Linked DNA regions of Mus musculus: regions 1 and 3 are each linked to region 2. A link is a contact called in public Hi-C and HiChIP or PLAC-seq data. All regions are on one chromosome and are shown on one strand. Each heading gives the region's core, a stretch centred on a gene start, on an enhancer-like site or on the middle of the called end of the contact. The rest is flanking DNA. Distances are from core to core; before and after follow the strand shown.

Region 1 (4,637 bases), core at 531-3,030, 320 kb before region 2:
TCTAGTATTGTAAGAGAGATAGTGAAAGAAATCAGGCATTAATATCTACTACATAGAGTTAGAAATCTCAGGGCAAGCTTAGCAAGGTACGTTTAGAGTTCTTATTATAGTTATGAATTGCAGACTTCATTACTTATTAGTAGAAAGTCCCCCCCCCCCCAACACTATCACTTAGAATAAAAGCCAAGTTGCTCCCATATACAGAAATTTACAATGGTTTAGGAAGTAGATCGGGCTGTGGTTTTAGAATATTGCATTTTTCATGAGAAGGTTAGCTAGAGCAGAACTCCCTAATTAGAACCATGGCTTAGGCGTAAAAGCCCTTGCCCCAGGAGTGTAAAGACCTCACAGCTGGCTTCTAAGACTATAGCTGACCTTAGATAGGGCTGACTTTATCTCAGTTGTGTTATTGCCCAGCTCCTGCTAGTCTTTGTGTTGCATTCCTCTGTTTTGTGTTAGAGTCATTAAGCATCCAGTAACCTCATGGTACCTTGTCAATGTGTCACCTAACTTCAGTATTTTCTTCTGTATAAAACGTTTGATGCTCAATTTGACATTACATTCAGATCCACACTCCTTCGTGTCCTGTCTGTCACCCCATTTTCAACAACCCTTGCTCACCTGCAACCAGAAACCCATTCGCTAGAGATTGGAGACGCAATAGAGGTTAGTCTGTGGCATACCTTCTGATGCCCTTTTTAGGAAGTGTCTATTATGAGAAAACCAACCATAGAGTTTTCTATTCTACTTTGGATCCAGAAGTTCATAGACTTTCATAAAATGGTCCACACATGATAAATACAGAACACAATGCAAGTGCAATTAACACATGTTGAATGAAACACTTTTAAATTCTTTTGACTTTTAAGAAAAATTCTAATTCTTTTTTTATAATTATTTCTTTTGTTTTTGAGATTATAATATATTTACATCATTCCGTTCTTTAATGGTAGAAGAAGCTTCAGCTGTAAAGTATCACTAATATGACTGCCTAAACATGAACAGAACAAGGACAATAATGGGCATGTCCCAGTAGACTAGGGGAGTGGAGAGCATCTGAGACCTTAACCCTACACAGTAATGAAATAGTTTACCCTTATAGTTCCCATGTAAGCAACTGTAATTTGTGAACCAAATTAGAATTAGCTTTATTTCTTGTTTTGTACTTTATCTTCCTATTTATATTGTCTGAACTTTTAAATATTCCAAGATAAGCTGTTGTGTCTGGCCAGCAGATCACAGGTTTGGGTTCTAGCCTGGAAAGGCATTTTGGAAACCTGGAAGAGAAGAAGGGCTGGGCTGCGAGAGATAAGGAAGGAACCAAGACAAAGCTCTCTGCTCAAGGTTCAATTTTTACTATTCCGGCACTCCGTTATGAAGGAAGGGGGAGGGGCCCGATTCCCGCCAAATAATCTTGGGATCCAGTAGCAGGATGACCACGTGTATGACTCCAAACAGCAAAGTGGCAGGTTCCAGCAGTGGGCATGGCAGAAGGATTGAGTGGGAAGCTCCACCCCTGAGCAAGCAGGTTTCAGGTTGGGGGAGGGGAGACTACATCTCCTCCCTGTTGTTAATAAAAATAAAAAAATAAAATAAAATAAAAAAAGAAAAGGCTGGCCTGAGGCAAAAAATTTATCTATGCTCAATAGTTCTGCCTGACTTCTTAGGGCTAAAGAAAAAAACCTGTCTCCGTGGGATTCCCTATTTCTTATGGTAAACTGCGTCTGGATAAGACTGCCCTTTCTGCCCTTGTAAACAACTAATAGAAAAGCCCTGAGCAGTAGGCTCTGACTTTATAATGCTAATTAGTACTGATTAGGTAACTTCCTAGTTGAATATTAAGTAGGGCGTTGGAACCCTGGCGAAGTTTGACTGAACAAATTTGAAATGCACTTTATCAAGAATAACAATGAGTTGATATTCCTCCGCATTTTTGGATGACAGGAGGGAAACAGGGAGGAGGGGTATGACCGGCTCCATAGTACAAGGCCAATTGGCTTTTTCAGGGTGGGAGGCTGTGAAGGGCTTGTCCTTCCAACAGTATGGTCTCCAACCTTTCTCCCTCACCTCTCCCCATAATTAAGTTTAATAAGGCCACGCTTAACTGAGGTGATCAATAGCTATGTGTCTGTAATGTTGATGATTTACGCTTACAGCTTCTACATGACTGGAGGAAGGCTTCAGATAGATGTGTATATATCGTTCCAGCTTCATGCCAGAAAGTTGGGCTTCTCACCCATTTAATTTTTATTTATTTTTTGATTGGATATTTTCTTTATTTACATTTCAAATGTTTTCCCCTTTCTAGGTCTCCCCTTCAGACCCCTCCATCCCATCCTCCTCCCCCTGCCTCTATGAGGGTGCTCTCCTATGCAACCACTGCCACCCTCCTGCCCTGGCATTCCCCTACACTGGGTCATCAAACACCCTCAGGCTCAAGGGCCTCTCCTCCCACTGATGTCCAACAAGGCCATCCTCTGCCATATATGCAGCTGGAGCCATGGGTTGATCCATGTGTATTCTTTGGTTGGTGGCCCAGTCCCCAGGAGCTCTAGGGGTCTGGCCTGATGTCACTGTTGCTTCTTCCATGGGGATGCAAAATCCTCAGCCCCTTCAGTTTCTGGAGATATATTTTAAAATGTTTACTGATTGAAGATTTGCACATCAGGAAAGTATCATATGTTAAATGAAATATCCACCAAAATTTTATTAATTTGCCCACAGATAGGATGTAAACAAAGTTTGTTTGTTCTCACAATCCTGAGAAAAAATTGTGATGATTATTTCAAGAGCTGGCAAGGTAGCTCAGTGACTAAGGGAATTTGCAGTCATGCCTAACAATGTGAATTCAGTCCCTTGAACCAACATGATAGAAGGAGAAAACTGATTTTCTCAAGTTATTCTCTGCCCCACATATGCACTCAACCCCACACACATACTATCTAAACACAAAATGAGCAAATCCATTTTAGATCTAAAACTAATTTAAATACAGAGAGCATAATAGTTGTTGTATTCCGGTAACCATCAGCTCACTCTGCATCACATACATGTGATGTCACCTGTGCTGGGGTTTCTCGCTCAAGCTCTTAGGTATATCACCATAGTGACTAATCAGTAAGTAGCACTTATATTAGTGAAGTAAAGGCTGTTTGCAGTTGAATGCATGATGCTTCTATTTCCCATATCACATAGAGATAGGAAATACCTGTGTGTTATAACAGTTTTTAAAATAATTGCTTCTTTTCTAATAATTTTTCCCATCAAACCTCTATTGAATTTGATTTTCTTTCTTAATCAGGAGTATTTCTCTTTGTCTATCTTTGTTTTCAAAAGCCTTAATAGCTAGATTAAAATTGAGATTTCTTTTTAATGTGATTCTTTTGAGAATTTGAATATTGACTAAATGTTTCTAAGGAGGTGAAGAAGTCACAAAAATGCTGACCTCAGGAGTAGAGGTCTGTGTTTAGGTAGAGCAAGGTGTAGAAGGTACTCTGGCAGGACATTGTCTCATAGACCACTTCAAATTAGGTACCTATGGTGGCACAATTAGACAGTCAGTGGGTGCCTAAAGTAGTATGCTTTGTAAGTGAAGTGTGAGATGTCCACAGATCCCTGGGGACAATGGTCTATATGGATTAAGTCAACAGTTGTGGCCTGTTGTGCTAAGGGACAAGGGCAGACTGGACAGTTTCCTCTCAAACATCAAGACCTAGTAAATCTGGAAGGATCTTGGCCATAAGGAATCTAGCTATGTCTCTTGGCCCTAAACTTCAGCCAAAGTCACCAGAAGAATAAAAGCTGCTAAGCAAACAAAGATTGTCTGATGGAGTCCAAAGAAATTACAGAGAATATCACGAAGTTCCTATATTTTCATTCAAACTCTCATTCTTTCCTGGGAACAGGTCAAGTTTCTCTGGAGGAGGCTGGTGGAAAAGGGGCTGAGGGTAGGAGTTGGAAAGAGTACCATTAGTTAGATGCAAAGACAATTGAGTTTGGTGAATCAGCCTAGGAAGGTTTTAACATATTGGAATAAATTTGCTACATAGTGAGGTGTAAAAAGTGGAAGGCAATTCCAAAGGAAGACATGAGCTAATGTGTATATTTAGCTTTGTTTTTTTAATGCAGATTTCCATTTACTCGACTTAGGATTCATATTGGTGTTTGATTTACAACTGTATTATTGTCACTAGATAGACAATAATTTTGCATTCTCTTCTCATGTTCTTTCTTGGGTGACTTTCTGTTCACCATACCAAACATCTTCCTTCTCTTTTCTGTCTTCTGAGTGAGTACCACATGCTTATCTTTGATGGCTGATTCTCTGATGCCTTAACCTCAAGTATATTCTTAGTTTGCTACATTAAGGAGAAAACAGCTGAGGAGGTGGCTGGTGTGGAGTTTCTTCAAGAAACAACTTAGGCTTCAGCTCTGAGAAGTTCAGTTAACGGAGAATTTCTTGAAGCAGTACTTTGGGGGCTTTTCCCAGCATCTGTGCCAATATTAATATTTTTTTCATTAAATTATTTTCTATATTTATTTTATTAGATATCTTCTTTATTTACATTTCAAATGTTATCCCCTTTCCTCATTTCCCTTCCAAAAAGCCCTTAGCCCATCCTGCTCCCTCTGTTTAC
Region 2 (4,442 bases), core at 794-3,293:
CCTCCTTTAACTTCTGTGTCCAGGGTATACTCCCTGACCATCTTCCCAAGGGCTCCCTCCAGATTTATTCCACCTTCCTTAAAAATCCCAGGCTGCTACATCATGACCTCACACTTACAACAAGCTGAAATGCTTGAAAAAAAAACAACACAATGATTAATCTCATTGAAATAAAGAACTGATATCCACATTTACAAGAGAATTTGAAATGTTGTGAAATTCTAGGCTTGGGGGAGAATTTTGTTTCCAGAGAAGAATTGGGATGAGTAAGCAGGTTGGAAATATCTTTCCCTGGCGTGAGAAACTTGACACAAGTCGTGTTGCATCATTAAATAGTGTATGTAATGCTATTTTTTCCTCATCATTTTGGTTTTGTATAATAACAGTTTCAGGCTTTTTACTTATTTCTAATCTGGAGGTTTGGATTCTTCTTATTCTTGTTGTTGTTGCTGCTGCTCCTCCTCCTCGTCCTCCTCGTCCTCCTCATCTTCCTCCACCTCCTCTTCCTTGCAATGTTGGGACCTAACATAGAACCTCAGATATACTAAGTAAACAGTCTGCTACCTGCATTCACAGCCTCTGTTTACTTATTCCTTTGGTGTAAATAGAAACAGTCAGTTGATAGAAATCAGAACCAGGAAACTAGAGATATGAAATGTCCTTCAAGATTCCGCTAAGGATCTATAATTGTTTCAGTGGCAATATCTCCCAGTGACTCCTGAATTAAATTGGTTGCTTCCCAGTTCTTCATGCTGTTTGGGAAGGCTTAGGAAGTGCATAGCCTTGCTGGAGGTTTATGTCACAAGAGTGGGTTTTCAGAGCAAAATCTTCCTTCACTTCCAGGTTTCTCTCTGCTGTGTGTCTGGAGTTCAAGGTGTGAGCATTGAGCTTCCTGCTCTAGGTCATGTCCAGTTTGCTGACTTGCTCTCCCACCATGACAGATTCATCCATCTAGAACCTTAAGCCCGATTTAATTTTCCCCTTCAGAACCTGCCTTAGTCATGGGGTTTTATATCAGCAATATAAGAGCAACTAATGTAGGATCCTTTTCTCGAATAATGGATGCAACACAAGATAACAACAGAGACTTTGGAAAATGCAGACAAATATAAACTGTATGTTTGCCTCTCATGTATAACCACCAGCCACTTTTGTATTTGCAATGTTTCCTTCTAGTGTTCCTTATTCCTAACATACAGATTCTTAAAATTCTTCCTCCACTTCAATTGATATAAACCAGATTAAATTATTTATACTTGAGATATGAAAATTTCTCTCTATCCATTTATCTACAAACATAATTTAAAATTGTTTTTAAATTAATCTTAACAATACAATCTTGCTGTATATAATTGAAAACAGCAAAAAATACTGAAGGAACAAAACTTTCAAGAGTTACTTCGAGTTCAAGCACCACATGGCAAACATTGATCACATAATTCTGGTATGTAGTGAGAAAAATCTAACTTTCTTCCCTTTGGTTCTGCCTAAACAAATAGAAGACAACCAGACTTCTTTCACTACAATTCCATTTTCATTTGTTTTCTGTGATTTATCTTTTTTGCAAATCCTCATTTTTCACATTATATAATAATCTATTTAAAATGAGTCAATGATCCAAAACTCCAAAACTGCATAGGAGAAAACATTTCAATATATAGGCATGGGCAATAATTATTTTTTAAAAGGCTTCAGTAGATAGAACACTCCAAAAATAGACAAAAAAAAAAAAAAAAAAAAGGATTCCATGAAAGTATCTTCTGTTGTTTTACACAGTAGAGCAAAGACAACGATCAGGGAATGTCAGAAAATCTTCTTTAGTGTTCTCTCTCTCTCCTCATATATATATATAGAGAGAGAGAGAGGAGACATAATCTAGTAACTTGCCAAATGTTTGTTGTAAGCCCCCAGCCTGAAACAGGCTTTGACCTTGCTGCCACTAAGAAGGAGACCACCTAGGGTGGAGCCTTCATGCCTAGATGGCTCTATTGTTCAGCCACTGCCACTGTTGTCCTTCAAGACACTGCTACCTGCTGAGAGGCCCCTAAGATATTCAGGAGACTACACCCTATCCTGCACTTCATCAACTGCAGCTGGTTCCAGTCTCCAAGAGTGGATTAGTGGGGGATGGGCCTCCCCCCCCCCCCCATGTTACAAGCACAGTTTGCTATTAAACATTTGAGCCTTGATCAGGAACCTTGTCTTGTCTTCCATTTTTCTCTCGACCGCCTAGTTTCTGTCTCTTCAGCCCCAGTTTGCCTCCCAGGAGTAACCCCTGTCCAAGTGAGCTGCGGGATGGCTGCCAACAGTTTGTGTTGTAAGAATTGTCCCCCCTGAATAGCGTAGGGGACATTACCAATATTTACACCTACTTCACAAGGTTTCAACAATAAAACAAAATATGATTTTGCCTAGGAGAAGCAATGACATTATTGGGCTTATACAGCATGAGTGGCACGAAAGAAGACTCTCTCTCTCTCTCTCTCTCTCTCTCTCTCTCTCTCTCTCTCTCTGTGTGTGTGTGTGTGTGTGTATGACAGAGGATTAACATCTATAATATACAAAGAACTCAAAAAATTAAATATCAAAATAATTTAATCAGTAAATGGGCAAATGAAAGGAGAAGGTAGTTTTTCAAAAAGAAAGTAATATTGGAACTAAACACATGAAAAAAAAAAAAAACCCAACAAGAATAAAGCACCCATCTTGCTTAGTAGGGAAATGCAAATCAAACTTAACGCTGAGATCATCACACCTCTGTCAGAATGTTAAACAAATAAACAAAACCAAATGGCCCAGAAAGATGGCTCAGAAGTTAAGAGTTCTTATAGCTCTTCCAGAAGACAGATTTCAGTTTCTAGCACCTACATTTTGATACCTGCAGACACAAAGTTTTCACTCTAACACACACAAATGATATGCATACAAATACACACGCACACATACCTATACACAATAAACACACACACACAAACATGAAAATAGGAAAAGAGAGCCAACTTGGAGAAATGTAGAAAGAACAAAAGAGGATTAAGAGGAGGGAATATGGTTAAAGTATATGATGAAATTTAATGGAATGCTGTTATAAATTACTTTACATAATGAATATATACAACAGAAGCATTTTTAAAGAGGAAAATTGAACTGTGGACATTAGCATTTAATGTTAACTTAAATTAAACTTTTATTAACTTTTATTAACTTCTAATTTTAAAAGGTTGTTTAGATTTGGTCATGATGTACTTCATACCTGGAAATGCCATTCTAAGCCTGATTAATATGGACAGTTAGTACTTGTTAGTAAATATTTTAAGTAAAAACACTACTTATCAATCCACTAGGATTCTATCATGTAATCTAATGATTGAAACACATTTTGATATAGGCATGTGCAGGTGATTAAATCAACGTATGAGCATCACTTCATAGATCTGATAGTCTATATTAACTATATGACATAACCTTATGATATAATCTAGTAACTTGACAAATGTTTATTTTGTAAGAATTCTTTCCTTGGGTACAAAGGGGACATAAAACAATATTTACACCTACCTGACAAGGTTTCAACAATAAAGCAAAAATATGATTTTACTTTGGGGGAACCAGTGACATTATTGGGCTTATACACCATGGGTGGCCCCAAAGAATCCACATTAGCTACTTTTTACATAGCATAGATGATGGCTTTTCTATCACTGTATACATGGAGTGTTTCTTCAATAAACTTTCTCCAGATCACACACTATAGTACCTTCCAGGAGATTCCAAATTCACATGTAATTAAAAAAGAATTGCATATAAATTTGAGTGGTAGGAGTCTCAGGTGAGGATCCAATGACCTTTCTATGAGTGAAGGTCAACAGTCCATAGGCCTAACCCTGAGAGACTCCTGCAAGTGAGCACAGCCAATCTGATAAAGATGTGTATTTTGCTGGGAAGACTGTGTTCAACACCACTCTATTCCTTTCCTTAGCTCCTACATTCTTTCTACTTACCTTTTCTACAATGGTCTCTGAGTATTGTAGGGCATGGTATAAACATCTGACTCTTATCCTCTAACTTTAGGATAGTACTGAGAATCCTCCTGTCAGAAGACATGAGGATCTACATGCAGAGTATGGTGATGTGTCTCACCGGTATTCCTTCTTCCACAAAACTCAAGTGAGAAAAGAGGGTGGTAGAAAAGGAAAACAGAAAGATACCTAATGGACTTTGATAAGTATAATAACACACAGAAATACACACAAATGTTCAGAAAACACATTACCTACCACCCTCTTTTCTTTAGAAAAACAATGCAATAACTTTCGCAACCATAGCTTTTTCTCTGAACTCACAGTACCAGATGCCAAATGTCATTGACTTTACATAGAAAGGGTTTAAAGTCCAATCAGATAATTGGTTTTATTCATAACCATTTGTGTCACTACTGTACTAGT
Region 3 (4,985 bases), core at 772-3,271, 300 kb before region 2:
CATCGACACTGACCTCCCTGCTGCTGCGTAGCCAGGAACTCAGACACAGTGCCAACACAGTCTGGGACCTCACCTTAGCCCCAGAGGGTGGGCCTGGCCACTCATAGCAAGCTACTCCTCTCCACCCTCAAGTTCTTTTTCCATCTTTCTTCACAATGCTCAAGCTACTCCTCTTCTCTTTCTCTTCTATCTGACCACAATATCCTGCTGCCTGCTGGCCACATGGCTGATGGATCCTTGGGCAACATCCTCCATTTATTCTGTGTAGCAAAGCGGCAAGTGAGAGTCTATGGCCTACTTGTGCCATGCAATTGAGGGCAGGTCTGTGGGTAACAAGGTTGTCCACAGGTCTCTTTCTATTTTACTCCTCCTGTGATGTGCTACCTAGATTTGATTTGATTAATTTATTTTGATTTGACTTTTATGAATCCTAGACATAAGACAGCTTATCCATCTAGCTAGGCATCACACTAGGATGAACAAAGGACTGTCATCTGCTCTGCCACTGACAGAAATAAGAACACGACCAGCAACAAGGTATCTCTATGCTCATTGCTGGGGGTGTGGTTTTAACTATTTTTGTTTTTCATACATTTTGAAATCTATGAAACCTGTGGCTCTACTGTAATGATCCCTTGGGAACATCATACTAACACACACACACACACACACACACACACACACACACACACGCACACACACGCACACACACACATACACACACCCCTATGGTAAACTTTGTGTCTCCTAAAGATCACATATTACTTTTACTTAATTGTCTTATTTAGTGACTGTCTTAGTTAGGGTTTTACTGCTGTGAACAGACACCATGACCAAGGCAAATCTTATAAAAAACAACATTTAATTGGGGCTGGCTTATAGGTTCAGAGGTTCAGTCCATTATCATCAAGGTGGGAGCATGGCAGTATCCAGACAAGCATGGTGCAGAAGGGGCTGAGAGTTCTATGTCTTCATCCAAAGGTGGCTAGTGGAAGACTGACTTCCAGGCAACTACGGTGAGGATCTTATGCCCACACCCACAGTGACACACCCATTCCAACCAGATCATACCTATTCCAACAAGGCCACACCTCCAGATGGTACCACTCCCTAGTCCAAGGATTTACAAACCATCACAGTGACCTTCTCCTGTAGATGTATTTTGGGTATCAGTTTTATATGTAATGTTGTCTTTGGTTTTAGGAGGCCAATGTGAGCTCATTGCTCTGTAGCTTCCTTGGCTTTAATTCATGAGCATGGGTGTAGTATATACACTGTTGGAGTCGGGTAGACTCACTCTTTAAGTTGTTCAGGCAAGTATGGTATAGACAGCAATAGCTAGGGAGTTCTGATTGTGGCCGGGGCTCCTGTAATGAACAAAGTAGCTCTTACTGTGTGAAGGGAGTTTCTTCAGGTATTATTTGTTTCCAGTGAATACATATTTCAAGACAGGTAGGTAGTTGAATAGACAGATAATAAAACCTTGGCAATGTACAAATATGCAATACCAAAAACTTTATAAATGCATTTATTATTTTCCTCCAATCTCATAATTGAATAGCCCAACAATATTGCAAACATCATATCCAGTGAAATGGCCTATAAAACATCTATCTAAACTATAGAAAGACACAATCCATCTCTAGAATTGATTGCTATTCAAAGCCAAATTGACTTTTCTAGTTGTGGGAAAGTTAGCAGGATGGATACAGATATGGATGGCATTGCTGATATCGTCAGGATCCTTCCAGTTTCCACCTGCCCTGGGAGCTGATCCTGTGACACAATACACCAAAACAGACAGGAGATAGTCAGTTTTGCAGGAGTGCTGACAAATCTGAGAGCACAGGTAAGACCACCACTTCTGCTCAAATTCCTATGCCAAGAGGGACCCACCAGAGGCATCAGGACACAGGAACAAAGGAAGAGCCAGGAACAGGATTTTTCTGGTTTCTGTCTGACCCAGAGCTGACCCCATGCCACAGCTCTTCATACCCAAATTCCTCCCAGAGACAACTGGTCTCCCAGGAGTACTGACACACAGGCTTGCAGGAGAGAAAAGGCACAGTCAGAGACAGCAAGACTAACTAACAGAAGAGATAACTAGATGACAAGAGGCAAGGACAAGAACATAAGTAACAGAAACCAAGGCTACGTGGCATGATCAGAACCCGGTTCTCCCACCACAGTGAGCCAGGGATACCCCCAACACACCAGAAAAACAAGACTCTGATTTAAAGTCATATCTCCTGATAACGATAGAGGACTGAAAGAAATACATAAGTAACTCCCTTAAAGAAACACAGGAGGCCCTTCCGCTCGACTCGAGACTCGAGCCCCGGGCTACCTTGACAGCAGAGTCTTGCCCAACACCCGCAAGGGCCCACACGGGACTCCCCACGGGACCCTAAGACCTCTGGTGAGTGGATCACAGTGCCTGCCCCAATCCAATCGCGCAGAACTTGAGACTGCGGTACATAGGGAAGCAGGCTACCCGGGCCTGATCTGGGGCACAAGTCCCTTCCGCTCGACTCGAGACTCGAGCCCCGGGCTACCTTGCCAGCAGAGTCTTGCCCAACACCCGCAAGGGTCCACACGGGACTCCCCACGGGACCCTAAGACCTCTGGTGAGTGGATCACAGTGCCTGCCCCAATCCAATCGCGCGGAACTTGAGACTGCGGTACATAGGGAAGCAGGCTACCCGGGCCTGATCTGGGGCACAAGTCCCTTCCGCTTGACTCGTGACTCGAGCCCCGGGCTACCTTGCCAGCAGAGTCTTGCCCAACACCCGCAAGGGTCCACACAGGACTCCCCACGGGACCCTAAGACCTCTGGTGAGTGGATCACAGTGCCTGCCCCAATCCAATCGCGCGGAACTCGAGACTGCGGTACATAGGGAAGCAGGCTACCCGGGCCTGATCTGGGGCACAAGTCCCTTCCGCTCGACTCGAGACTCGAGCCCCGGGCTACCTTGACAGCAGAGTCTTGCCCAACACCCGCAAGGGCCCACACGGGACTCCCCACGGGACCCTAAGACCTCTGGTGAGTGGAACACAGCGCCTACCCCAATCCAATCGCGTGGAACTTGAGACTGCGGTACATAGGGAAGCAGGCTACCCGGGCCTGATCTGGGGCACAAGTCCCTTCCGCTCGACTCGTGACTCGAGCCCCGGGCTACCTTGCCAGCAGAGTCTTGCCCAACACCCGCAAGGGTCCACACAGGACTCCGCACGGGACCCTAAGACCTCTGGTGAGTGGATCACAGTGCCTGCCCCAATCCAATCGCGCGGAACTCGAGACTGCGGTACATAGGGAAGCAGGCTACCCGGGCCTGATCTGGGGCACAAGTCCCTTCCGCTCGACTCGAGACTCGAGCCCCGGGCTACCTTGCCAGCAGAGTCTTGCCCAACACCTGCAAGGGTCCACACGGGACTCCCCACGGGACCCTAAGACCTCTGGTGAGTGGATCACAGTGCCTGCCCCAATCCAATCGCGCGGAACTTGAGACTGCGGTACATAGGGAAGCAGGCTACCCGGGCCTGATCTGGGGCACAAGTCCCTTCCGCTCGACTCGTGACTCGAGCCCCGGGCTACCTTGCCAGCAGAGTCTTGCCCAACACCCGCAAGGGTCCACACAGGACTCCGCACGGGACCCTAAGACCTCTGGTGAGTGGATCACAGTGCCTGCCCCAATCCAATCGCGCGGAACTCGAGACTGCGGTACATAGGGAAGCAGGCTACCCGGGCCTGATCTGGGGCACAAGTCCCTTCCGCTCGACTCGAGACTCGAGCCCCGGGCTACCTTGACAGCAGAGTCTTGCCCAACACACGCAAGGGCCCACACGGGACTCCCCATGGGACCCTAAGACCTCTGGTGAGTGGAACACAGCGCCTACCCCAATCCAATCGCGTGGAACTTGAGACTGCGGTACATAGGGAAGCAGGCTACCCGGGCTTGATCTGGGGCACAAACCCCTTCCACTCCACTCGAGCCCCGGCTACCTTGCCAGCTGAGTCGCCTGACACCCGCAAGGGCCCACACAGGATTCCACACGTGATCCTAAGACCTCTAGTGAGTGGAACACAACTTCTGCCAGGAGTCTGGTTCGAACACCAGATATCTGGGTACCTGCCTTGCAAGAAGAGAGCTTGCCTGCAGAGAATACTCTGCCCACTGAAACTAAGGAGAGTGCTACCCTCCAGGTCTGCTCATAGAGGCTAACAGAGTCACCTGAAGAACAAGCTCTTAACAGTGACAACTAAAACAGCTAGCTTCAGAGATTACCAGATGGCGAAAGGCAAACGTAAGAATCCTACTAACAGAAATCAAGACCACTCACCATCATCAGAACGCAGCACTCCCACCCCACCTAGTCCTGGGCACCCCAACACAACCGAAAATCTAGACCCAGATTTAAAAACATTTCTCATGATGATGATAGAGGACATCAAGAAGGACTTTCATAAGTCACTTAAAGATTTACAGGAGAGCACTGCTAAAGAGTTACAGGCTCTTAAAGAAAAGCAGGAAAACACAGCCAAACAGGTGATGGAAATGAACAAAACCATACTAGAACTAAAAGGGGAAGTAGACACAATAAAGAAAACCCAAAGCGAGGCAACGCTGGAGATAGAAACCCTAGGAAAGAGATCTGGAACCATAGATGTGAGCATCAGCAACAGAATACAAGAAATGGAAGAGAGAATCTCAGGTGCAGAAGATTCCATAGAGAACATCGACACAACAGTCAAAGAAAATACAAAATGCAAAAGGATCCTAACTCAAAACATCCAGGTAATCCAGGACACAATGAGAAGACCAAACCTACGGATAATAGGAATTGATGAGAATGAAGATTTTCAACTTAAAGGGCCAGCTAATATCTTCAACAAAATAATAGAAGAAAACTTCCCAAACATAAAAAAAGAGATGCCCATGATCATACAAGAAGCATACAGAACTCCAAATAGACTGGACCAGAAA

The links. Hi-C and Micro-C count contacts between places; a contact is called where the count stands out from the background. HiChIP or PLAC-seq counts read pairs in DNA pulled down with a chosen protein or histone mark.
Region 1: an H3K27ac HiChIP or PLAC-seq map of embryonic stem cells shows a contact between it and region 2, with 2.8 times the contacts expected there. The contact joins two enhancer-like sites. A contact is called at or near these places in 4 of 39 promoter capture datasets (the 3T3-L1 cell line, hippocampal neurons and liver), 4 of 115 datasets of contacts at active chromatin or transcription factors (embryonic stem cells and stem cell-derived neural progenitor cells) and 3 of 9 other capture datasets (adipose tissue, liver and macrophages).
Region 3: a contact with region 2 is called in a Hi-C map of embryonic stem cells, with 2.7 times the contacts expected there. The contact joins two enhancer-like sites. A contact is called at or near these places in 3 of 39 promoter capture datasets (embryonic stem cells, hippocampal neurons and liver), 1 of 484 Hi-C or Micro-C datasets (embryonic stem cells), 2 of 115 datasets of contacts at active chromatin or transcription factors (both in embryonic stem cells) and 4 of 9 other capture datasets (adipose tissue, embryonic stem cells, liver and 1 more).

What each region holds. Positions count from the first base shown.
Region 1 is chr3:18,578,259-18,582,895 of GRCm38.p6, reverse strand. No RefSeq gene overlaps it. Among named protein-coding and RNA genes, the nearest start is that of Gm30723, 37 kb to the left of the region's middle. Within about 2 kb of position 1,780, at least 2 of the 459 cell types and tissues checked have an H3K27ac peak or open chromatin away from gene starts, as enhancers often do. A contact at or near this core is called in embryonic stem cells, where this site is marked.
Region 2 is chr3:18,254,387-18,258,828 of GRCm38.p6, reverse strand. No RefSeq gene overlaps it. Among named protein-coding and RNA genes, the nearest start is that of Cyp7b1, 13 kb to the right of the region's middle. Within about 2 kb of position 2,043, at least 7 of the 459 cell types and tissues checked have an H3K27ac peak or open chromatin away from gene starts, as enhancers often do. A contact at or near this core is called in embryonic stem cells, where this site is marked.
Region 3 is chr3:18,554,402-18,559,386 of GRCm38.p6, reverse strand. No RefSeq gene overlaps it. Among named protein-coding and RNA genes, the nearest start is that of Gm30723, 60 kb to the left of the region's middle. Within about 2 kb of position 2,021, at least 1 of the 459 cell types and tissues checked has an H3K27ac peak or open chromatin away from gene starts, as enhancers often do. A contact at or near this core is called in embryonic stem cells, where this site is marked.